Linked DNA regions of Mus musculus: region 2 is linked to region 1. A link is a contact called in public promoter capture Hi-C data. All regions are on one chromosome and are shown on one strand. Each heading gives the region's core, a stretch centred on a gene start, on an enhancer-like site or on the middle of the called end of the contact. The rest is flanking DNA. Distances are from core to core; before and after follow the strand shown. Region 1 holds the start of Snrk (SNF related kinase). Region 2 holds the start of Ccdc13 (coiled-coil domain containing 13).

What was found. Promoter capture Hi-C pulls out the DNA fragments that hold promoters and counts their contacts.
Region 2: a promoter capture Hi-C map of liver shows a contact between it and region 1, with 3 times the contacts expected there. The contact joins the promoter of Ccdc13 here to the promoter of Snrk in region 1. A contact is called at or near these places in 3 of 39 promoter capture datasets (the C10 cell line, hippocampal neurons and liver), 3 of 484 Hi-C or Micro-C datasets (cerebral cortex and embryonic stem cells), 1 of 115 datasets of contacts at active chromatin or transcription factors (memory CD8 T cells) and 1 of 9 other capture datasets (adipose tissue).

The regions. Positions count from the first base shown.
Region 1 is chr9:122,115,687-122,120,455 of GRCm38.p6, forward strand. Snrk (SNF related kinase) reads left to right here and starts at 1,580. Exons shown (of 8, transcript NM_001357775.1): 1 at 1,580-1,721.
Region 2 is chr9:121,837,351-121,841,850 of GRCm38.p6, forward strand. Ccdc13 (coiled-coil domain containing 13) reads right to left here and starts at 2,111. Exons shown (of 16, transcript NM_028384.1): 1 at 2,061-2,111.

The sequences.
Region 1 (4,769 bases), core at 330-2,829:
CAAAGGTCTTTCAGCAAAAGAGCAGATTGTGCAAGACCTAGTTAGGAGCGGTTGCTCAATGTGTGTCTAAATTAGAATCTCCCTGGCAGAGCTTCTAAGATGGCTCAGCAGGTGGGGGTGCCTGCTGCCTCGATTGCTAATTCGAGTTCCATCCCTAGGACCCATGTGGTGTCAGACAAAGAGACAGAGCTTTCTCTTCTACAGGTTGACTTCTACATGGATGTTGAACATACACACACACACACACACACACACACACACACACATGTAAAAAAATAAGAAAGAGAGACATGAAGAAAGAAAAAGAAAACATTTCCACGTCAAATGACACTGTCCTTTCATGATCCTAAGTCAGGTGGGGCCTGCGTGAGCAGAGGCCAATGCTGGGGTTTTCCTATGTGCACTTTGCCACCCAGGGCTAAAGCATTAGGATAATTGAAGGTCTAAGCACACATTTCAGCAGAAGATCGAGACCACCTTCCCAGTCATTCTGCTTCCCAGCCATCTTCAGGCATGCGAAGTGGATGTTGTAGTATAAATAAATAAATAAATAAATAAACAAATAAATAAATGAAGGGAGGAAGGAAGAAGACTTGCCATTTTCTGACCAACAGAGATGGCAAAAGCCATTTAGATTTTTTTGTCCAGTCAGTTGAGTCAGGCTTGGACATGTAAGAAGCTCATTCTGCTTGTGTGTGTGTGTTTTTTCTTCTTCTGTGGATGCAGGAACACAGAAGGAAAAGTAGGGGAGAGAAACCTGGCACCTGGCTTCTTTTCAGGAGCCCCAGAGGACTAGTCTCCATGGCTCATTATCCTTCCAGGAGATAGAGCTGGGAGTTCCCTCCCTCTTGTCCTGCCACCACTAACATCCCTTTCTGAGTCATCTTGGAACAGAACCATGAACAGCCAAGTTAGTGCCTGCTGTGTACTTCTCCACGTTGTTTCTCAGAGGCTGCCTGGCCTGGCCAGTGACTTTTGACTCTAGAGGCAAGCCTGCATTCAGGTGTTGGGCTTTGCTTCTTTCTGCTTTAGTGGTAACAAAAGCAACAGAATTCTTCAAATGTATTCCCAGAGAGAAGAAAAAGTAAAGAAATGTGTATGTATATATATATATATGTGCATATGTGTATGCATGCTTGTGTATATATGATACACACACACACACACACACACACACACACACATATATATATATATATATATATATATATATATATATGCACGTGCATATGTATATTAATTTTGTTGTCTCTCATTGCTTCAAGCTAGATGGGAGATAGGGTGAACATTGATGGATAAAGCGCATGTGCTCCTTGCCCTCAGCCCCAAGATCTCTTCCAATATCCCCTGAAAGCTATAGCTCTAGCTGCTATGCCTGCTGCCGCTGTCCATCGTCCTGGCGCTTCCTTCTGCATAATCTCTATTCTTTCCAGAGTAGGATGTGCTCAGGCCAGGGCCAGGACGCCCTCCAGTAGACCCTGAGCTGGCCTGCAGGTGCGCCGGGTTAACCCCGCCCCGCCCGACCCAAGGCCCCGCCCTCACACAAGACCCCACCCCATCGCTTTCGTCACGATGACGCAAGGCCCGCGCCTGCGCAGCGCGGCCGCACCCCCGGCCGCCCGCTCGGTATTATGATTAGCCCTGGGTGCGGGGTTCCGGCGGCCGGGAGGGAGTTGTCGACGCCGCGGCCGCTGCGGACGGATGCCCGCCTGCCGGCTGAGGTAGGGCGAGCGCGGCGCGGGAGCGTGGGCCGGGTCTGCGCTTCTCCTCAGCGGCCGCCTTAGCGGGGCTGGGCTGGCGCCGCCGCAGGCGGAAAGTAAGTTGCGCGCTCGGCCCGGGGTGCCCTGCGCAGAGGACGCGGCCCGCGGCACCACCCCGGCCCCGAGCTCGCCCGGCCTGCGGGCTTCGCGCAGCCCGGCCCGGCCCTGCCCTTGCGGCCGCCGCGGGATTGCGGCAGCGCGGGAGTCGACGCGGCCCCGCGCCGCGCCCGCAGCGGGCCCCGGGCGACGCGAGATCCACGGGCCTCAGTTTCCCCGTGGGCCGCGAGTCCCGCTGCAGAGCCGGGCGGCCGCCGCCTCACGATAGCTCGGGGACGCGGTTGTCTACGGAGAAGGGCGCTCGGCTGCGGAAGGGGCAGCGGTGCGGCTCCCCGGGGACTGCTCGGATTTTTTCGCGTTAGGAGACGCTGTTCTTTTCCGTAGACATCGCCTGTTGATTTCTTTCCGAACCATTTGCAATAAAAACAAACACCTTGTTGCCTTTTGCTTGGACTCGGGAGCCAGGAGAGTGGCAGCCCTTTAAGCTTAGGCTTCCTCCAGCTGTGATGTTCTTAAACAGTGGGGTCAGCTACAACCTAGGAGCTTCGCTGTGAGTTCGGGTCGTGTATGCATTGGGGAATTTCTCTCCGGGGTTCCTAAGACTGTAGAAGTCAGAGGCTGTAGGGCCTCTGGGCTGTCAGGTTTCTTACTTTCCCTTCCGTTTAAATGAGCGTATTCTCCAAGTCTTAGGAGCCTTGGTGAAACCACCTGGATGCTTGAAGTGTTTTGTCAGGTTTAAGGTGAAGTAAGCGATGGACCTACAGGTGTACAGCTCTTTCTGCTGAGTTTCCAACAGATTCCTGTCCAGGGTCAAAAGGCTCAGTTTGGATTCTTTGTAGGGATTGGGACACTGTCCCAAATTGATCCCTAACTTATCACAGTTCGTATCGGTGCAGTCTGAAGCCCAGGTTGTCAAGGATTATGTAATCAACTTGTTAATTTCTAATCTTGTTACAGTGTTTTCCAGATTTATAAAACCATTCCCTTCAGAGAAATCTGTCTTCAGCGTCTGGTTAAATATTTCTCTTGGAATTGGGTTCTTGAAGACAATTCTGTATGTGTGTTAATTAAACATACTAATTAGACAAGTTTCTTTCAGAGAACATCAAATACATAGCAATTTTTCTGGCTGTCAGTGTAAAATTGACCCATTTTACAGACCTAGGGATGAAAGAAATTATATGACATTCCCAAGGTCACATAATGAAGCTGGGTTAAAAAAAAATCGAGGGCATAGCACTGACTTAATATTCCTGTCCTCAAAGCTTTCTGATCAGAAACTCTTAAGTGCCACTTTTTGACTTTTAAATTTTTGCACAGCTAGTTATTTTACTTTATGCAGAAATTTTCTTTTATCCTTTTATGCTCTTCTGAGTAAATTTTATAGTATTCTGAGTAAATTTTAATGAATAATTGCAGTATGACACATTTGATTAAACAATGATTCTCAACCTTCCTAGTGCTTGGACCAGTACATTTCCTCATGTTGTGGTGACTCCTAACCATAAAATTATTTTCATTGCTACTTCATAACTATAATTTTGGTGCTGTTATGAATCACAATGTAAATATCTGTGTTTTCTGATGGTCTAAGGTGACCCCCACGAAAGGGTCGTTTGAAAGCAAAGAGGTCGCAGCTCACAGTTGAGAGCTACTGGTTTAAAACATCCAAGAACTGGGAAGTTACACTGATTTTTATTTTTACTTCTATAGAGCAGACAGACATACAGATTAGGTCTTTATGTAGTGATCTTGTAACTTAATCACATAATCCTAAAAGGAAGCCTTTTAACTGTCCTTTAATTAAAATTGAAGGACATTTGTGTTGTTTTTACTGGGCATGTCTACACTAAAGTGAGGTTGCTTATCTCCTGTTGAAAGTGAAACTAACTAGAAAAGGCTATTTGGGGGATATAAGTGAGTGGCTATGATTCTAAGCACTGGTATTAAATAAAACATAATTTATTTCCTATTGCACCTTTCTGAGCATCAGTTCATTATACTGCCTAGGATGAAAAAAGGTATGTGAATTTTCTACACAGCCCGGATTTTCTGACTTAAACACATAGGTGAGAAATACTGAAGGCTTACTTTAACAGCATCCCAGCCACAAGATAGAATGTTTAGCTAAAACACATTTTTGTAGGAAAACTAACTCAGCACCAAGTAATATCAGTACTTGAGCATCAGAGATAGGAAGGATCAAAATTCAAGTCCAGCTTGGGCTACATAGTATGTGTGGCATCTCAGGAATAAAAGCACACACACAAACACACTCTCCTGAAACATGTGATCTCTCTCTCACAGACACACACACACTCACACTCCCAGCCCTGGGGAGGCTGAGATAAGGAGAATCATGAGTTCGAAACTGGCCTGGGTTTCGTAGCAAGTGCAAACATAGTAAGACCTTTCCTCAAAATACAACAAAGTCCTGCTGTTCAGGATGCAGGTACTCCCCATTATGTGCAGACAAAAGTCTTAGGTCTACTAGGGTAGAAAGGCTGAGTAGATGTGGGAGGATAAACTTATAAGGATAAGGATGAATTCCTAGAGTTTTTATCTGTTTGGAAGGTTCCAGGGTAGAAGGGTAGCAGTAGGAGAAAGCAGAAACCAGTTTCTGCCCTTAGGTTCTTGGAAGCAAGCTATTGTGGAACACTAAGGTAAACTAGCAGAAGGATTGCTTTTGACAGGAATAGAGCAGGAGGCAGTGAACGAACAGTAGGGGGTGCTACTCACTGAAGGCCAGTCTCAAAGGCTAGCATTCCAGGCAGGGAGTTGAGGGAGCAGGAGGTCAGACTCACTGTGAGAAAAGGAGTTGAGGTGGACACAGCACAACTGCACAGCACATTCTGTAAAACATTTGTAAAGGGAGGAAGGTGTGACGCCAACTTTGGGATGTGTTGGCTTTTGTTGTTTGGGAAGAGCCACACTGTCAAATCCGTGAGGTCT
Region 2 (4,500 bases), core at 861-3,360, 280 kb before region 1:
CCCTGACCACACAGATGTAGTGAACATGCTCTGAGGGGAAGATGAGAACATGGCCGACACAACCGACTAGCTCTTGGCCTTTGGTCCTACAGACCATCAGGAGTCTGGACACACCTACCTAACCCCTAGACCAACGACCGTCACCCAATGGGCTATTACCATAGTTTATAACTCATGTCTCTCTCTGCTCCTGCCTCACCCCATACCACAGCCTGTTTGTTCTTCACACACTTGGCCCTGACACTGTCCAACATGCTCTCCTCAGCACAAAGCCAGGGCCCCTCCCCTCCCGCGTCAGCACTAGGGGTGCCTTGGGCTCACAGCTTGCACTCTGACTGCTCCTTCTAAGTTCTTGTCTCCGTGTGTTCTCTGGTTGCCTCCTGGACATCTCTGGATTCAATGGGTTTCCACTGGGATGACTCCCCTGAGCTCCTGACAAGCGCTGCCCCTGTCCCCACTGTATATGAGTTACCTTTCCCATTGCTGTGGGCAAACGTGTGACCAAAGCAACTCAAGGTGACTTAGTTGGCTCACAGTCTTGGAGGATACAGCTCACCATGTTGGGGAAGGACAGCACCCACAAGTGGACGGCTGCAGGGGGTCCACTGTGGGGAAGCACGGACAGATGAAGGCTCCACTCCTGCTTTCAGTCTGGGGCTCCGTGGGATGGCGGGTCTTCTTTTCTCAGCTAAACCTCTCTGGAGACACCCTCATGCACTCGTGCACACACACAGAGGAGTGTTTCCTAGATGGCTCTAAATCCAGTCAACTTGCTAGTGAGTATGAACTGTCCCAACCCTTGCTTGTACTCACAGAACACCATCTCCCTGCCCAGGTCATTCACCTTTGCTCCTGACCTGTAGCACACGTTACATACCAACTGTGCTTCCTCCCACTAGTACGTACACTACCAGAGGACACACACTTTAACTTTATTTTTAGCTGTTTGAGACAGGGTCCTGCAAGGGCTGGCCGGATGACCTGGCACTTGCTGTGTAGACCAGGCTTGCCTCAAACTCTTGGCAATGCTCCTGTGTTGGTCTCTCAAATGCTGGCTATGTACCAACACGCCTACCAGGATCATTATTTTCATCCACTTTGTTCATGGCCATGCTACAACAGGACACAGTAGGTGCTTAATGAATATTTATAAAAAAAACATGAAAGAATTTGGCCTTTTTTTTAGACAACTATACTTTGTAACCAACAAACTACCTTAAAACCACAGATAACCCTAATTGCTTACAACTTTTGTTTTCTCTTTAAGACAAGATGTTGGTATGCAGTCCCGTCCTGCTTCAAATGTGAGTATGATTACCAATTTGGGACCAGCATGGGTCTTCTAGTGAGTTTTAAGGCCATCCCAGGCTACAGAGTGAAACCCTACTCAAAAGACCAAGGAAGAGAAAAGCTGTGCGCAGGACGGTGGATGGGGCCTTGAGCACCCATCACTTCTCACCAGCCTGCCACTTTCTAGCTCACCCACGCAGCCCATCCCACCTCCCCATCCTGTATGTTTTTACAAGCCAGAATGAGGGTCAAGTCAGGGCAGCAGCCACGTGCTGAGTGGCAGCTGCAGAAGACCTGCTTTCTAGTCATGCCCACGCAGGTCGCTGGGTCGTTCCTCTGCCTCACGAACCCTCCTCGCGCGGAAAACACGAGTCTGCCCAGGGAGGGGTGGGAACAGCCCGGCCCCAAGGAGAGGCCATTCGCAGGGTCTATGGTTTGGTTTCCCAGTCTTGGCTTCTCGCTGCTCGGCCCCCAGTTCGATCCCCCTCTCCCGGCTCCACTCTAGGCTTCCGATTCGGTTCCTCACTCTCGCCACGGTTCCGGTCCCCACTTGGCCCCTTGTTTGGTTTCCCGCTCTGTCCCTGGCTCGGTCCTCGCTCGGCTCCCGGTTCGGTTCCCCGCTCTCGGCTCCACTCTTGGTTCCTAGTTCGGTTTCCCGCTCCGCTCGGCTCCCGGTTCAGTTTCCCCGCTCAGCCCCCGGTTCTTTTTCCTGATCCGCTCCGGTTCGATCCTCGCTTGACTCCCGCTCTACTCAGCCTTCCTCCACTTACCGCGGCTGCGCTTCGGGGTCTGTCTTAAGGGCCGCGGGCACTTCCTCCGCCCTTCCCGACGCCGGCATGTGCTGCCTTGGCAACCGTCACCAGGGAAACCAGCACGGTCGCGCGCGTCTACGGGGGCCGAGAGAGCCTCTAAAGGTCTGAGCTGAGCGTGCTGAGGGGTCCGGGAAGACCCACAGAACTGCACACACCAGCTGGACATGAGAATGCAAAGTGCCTACGAAGCCTCCACTCTTCCGGAGTGTATTTTATTTAAGGATTTGGGGGGTCTGTTTGTTTTTGTTTTTAAAGGTAGGGTATCATACAGTCCAGACTGGCCTCAAACTCGCTCTGTAGCCATGCATGACCTTGAACTTCTCATCCTCCTGTCCTTATTGAATGCTGGATGACACAGGCTGCACCACCGTGCACAACCGACCTCCAGTGTCTTTGAAAAAGTAGGATGCATATCCTACTGGCCTCCAAGGGTTTTGGAAAGTGGACGGTTTTTATGAAATGTAACATAGTTAACCATATTATCTTTGGAAATACAAAACAAGGCGGGAAGAATGTTGGGTTATGATTGTGATTGGAGTAGGCCAAAATTAATAATGCTAAAACCAAAACCAAACCAAAACAAAACGCTTCCTCCTTTTCAAACAGCGCACAGAACTAAAAGAGGAATGTTGAAAGCGTTTATGGGTCACATCGCAGGATGACAAGACACATCCCTCGCCAGTCAGTCTAGTCCAGTCCAGGAGCTGATTCAAGTTCACCCCAAAACCCTTTTTCAAAAAACAAAAGGTGGAGAGCAGTTGAGGACAAATAATGAAGACAACCTCTGTCTATCCCATGCACATGTGCACCGACACAAACAATTGCACACACCCATACTAAGAAAACCTAGACGTGAAACAACACACAGGCAATTATATCAGTATGGTAGGATTTTAGGTCTTCTTATTTATGAATTTATTTATTTATTTGCATTTTAGAAGATTTTAAAAAACAGTGTGTGTGTGTGTGTGTGTGTGTTTAAGAAAATACTTAAAAAAAAAATCTCCCAGTTTGACATTGCTGTATTTCAGGGACTTGAAGGGAGGCAAACACATAGGAAAAATGAGCTGAGGGAGGCCAGATGCTCTCACTAGCCTTTATAATGTGAAAGTCTCCAGCTATGTTAAACCTGTTTTTCTGCTTCCCATTTACTTAACGTGAGTAGTACATCACTACTTGTGAAGAAGATACAGGGCTGGATACCCACAGCCCTGCATCCACCTGCCCACCCCCTCGCAGTACAGTACAGTGTGTCCAGGTGCACAGCATCTCCTTCATAAAGCTTCTCTCTCTCTAACTCTCTCTCCTTCTTTCTCTCTCTCTCTCTTTGTGTGTGTGTGTGTGTGTGTGCCCATGGAGGCCAGAAGAAGGCATTGGGTCCCCTAGGGTTGGAGTCTGTGATGGTTTGAATATGCTTGGTCCAGGGAGTGGCACTATTAGGGGGTGCAGCCTTGTTGGAATAGGTGTGTCACTGTGGGTGTGGGCTTTAAGACCCTCATCCTAGCTGCTCAGAAGTCATTATTCTGCATGCAGCCTGAGGATGAAGATGTAGAACTCTTAGTTCCTCCTGCACCATGCCTGCCTGGATGCTGCCATGCTCCCACCTTGATGATAATGGATTGAACCTCTGAATCTGTTACTCAGCCCCGATTAAGTGTCCTTATGAGAGTTGTCTTGGTTGTGGTGTCTGTTCACAGCAGTAAAACCCTAAGACAAAGTCACTGGTGGTTGTGAACCTCCTGACGTGGGTCCTCTGGAAGAGGAGGAATTCTTAACTGCTCAGACATGACTCCAGCTGGGCAACTCTTTTTTAGCATAGTTTGGTAAATTTAAACTCTGAAGGGAACCAATCCTTTTCCATCTCGCTTCCCTCCACACCCACTGCATGCTCAGTTTCCCTGGGCCCTTGCTTCCTCTCTGCTTTCTCCTCCCGATGCTCCAGATGTGCTATGTGACCAGAAAGCACAAACCAACAGGTCTTTCTTTTTTATGGTCTTCAGTGGCCTATGTGTTGGGCCGAGGCTGAGAACTGAAAATCTGCATGACTGCCAAGAGGCAGAGTGGATTCAGTAGATAGAACCACAAAGCGGCAGGGTCTTCTCCACACTGCGCATGTGCCATTCACCCACTTCATAATCACGAGGCAGCTGGGTGCTGTGGAGAGAATAGGAGCCAGATGTGCTGATAAGGTCCTCGAAAAGTGCTGCTCCTAGAAGCAAGCCAGGCTTCCCTTAGGATGAGAGCACACCGCATGAGAGGATATAGAATCTCAGCTGGCCTCCTAGGGTATGTATTAGAAAGCTTCAGGCATGAATGTACTGCAATCCCAGCACTTTGGAGGCACAGGTAGGAGGACCACAGATTCAAGTCCAGTCTGGGCGCTACACAGAGTTCCAAG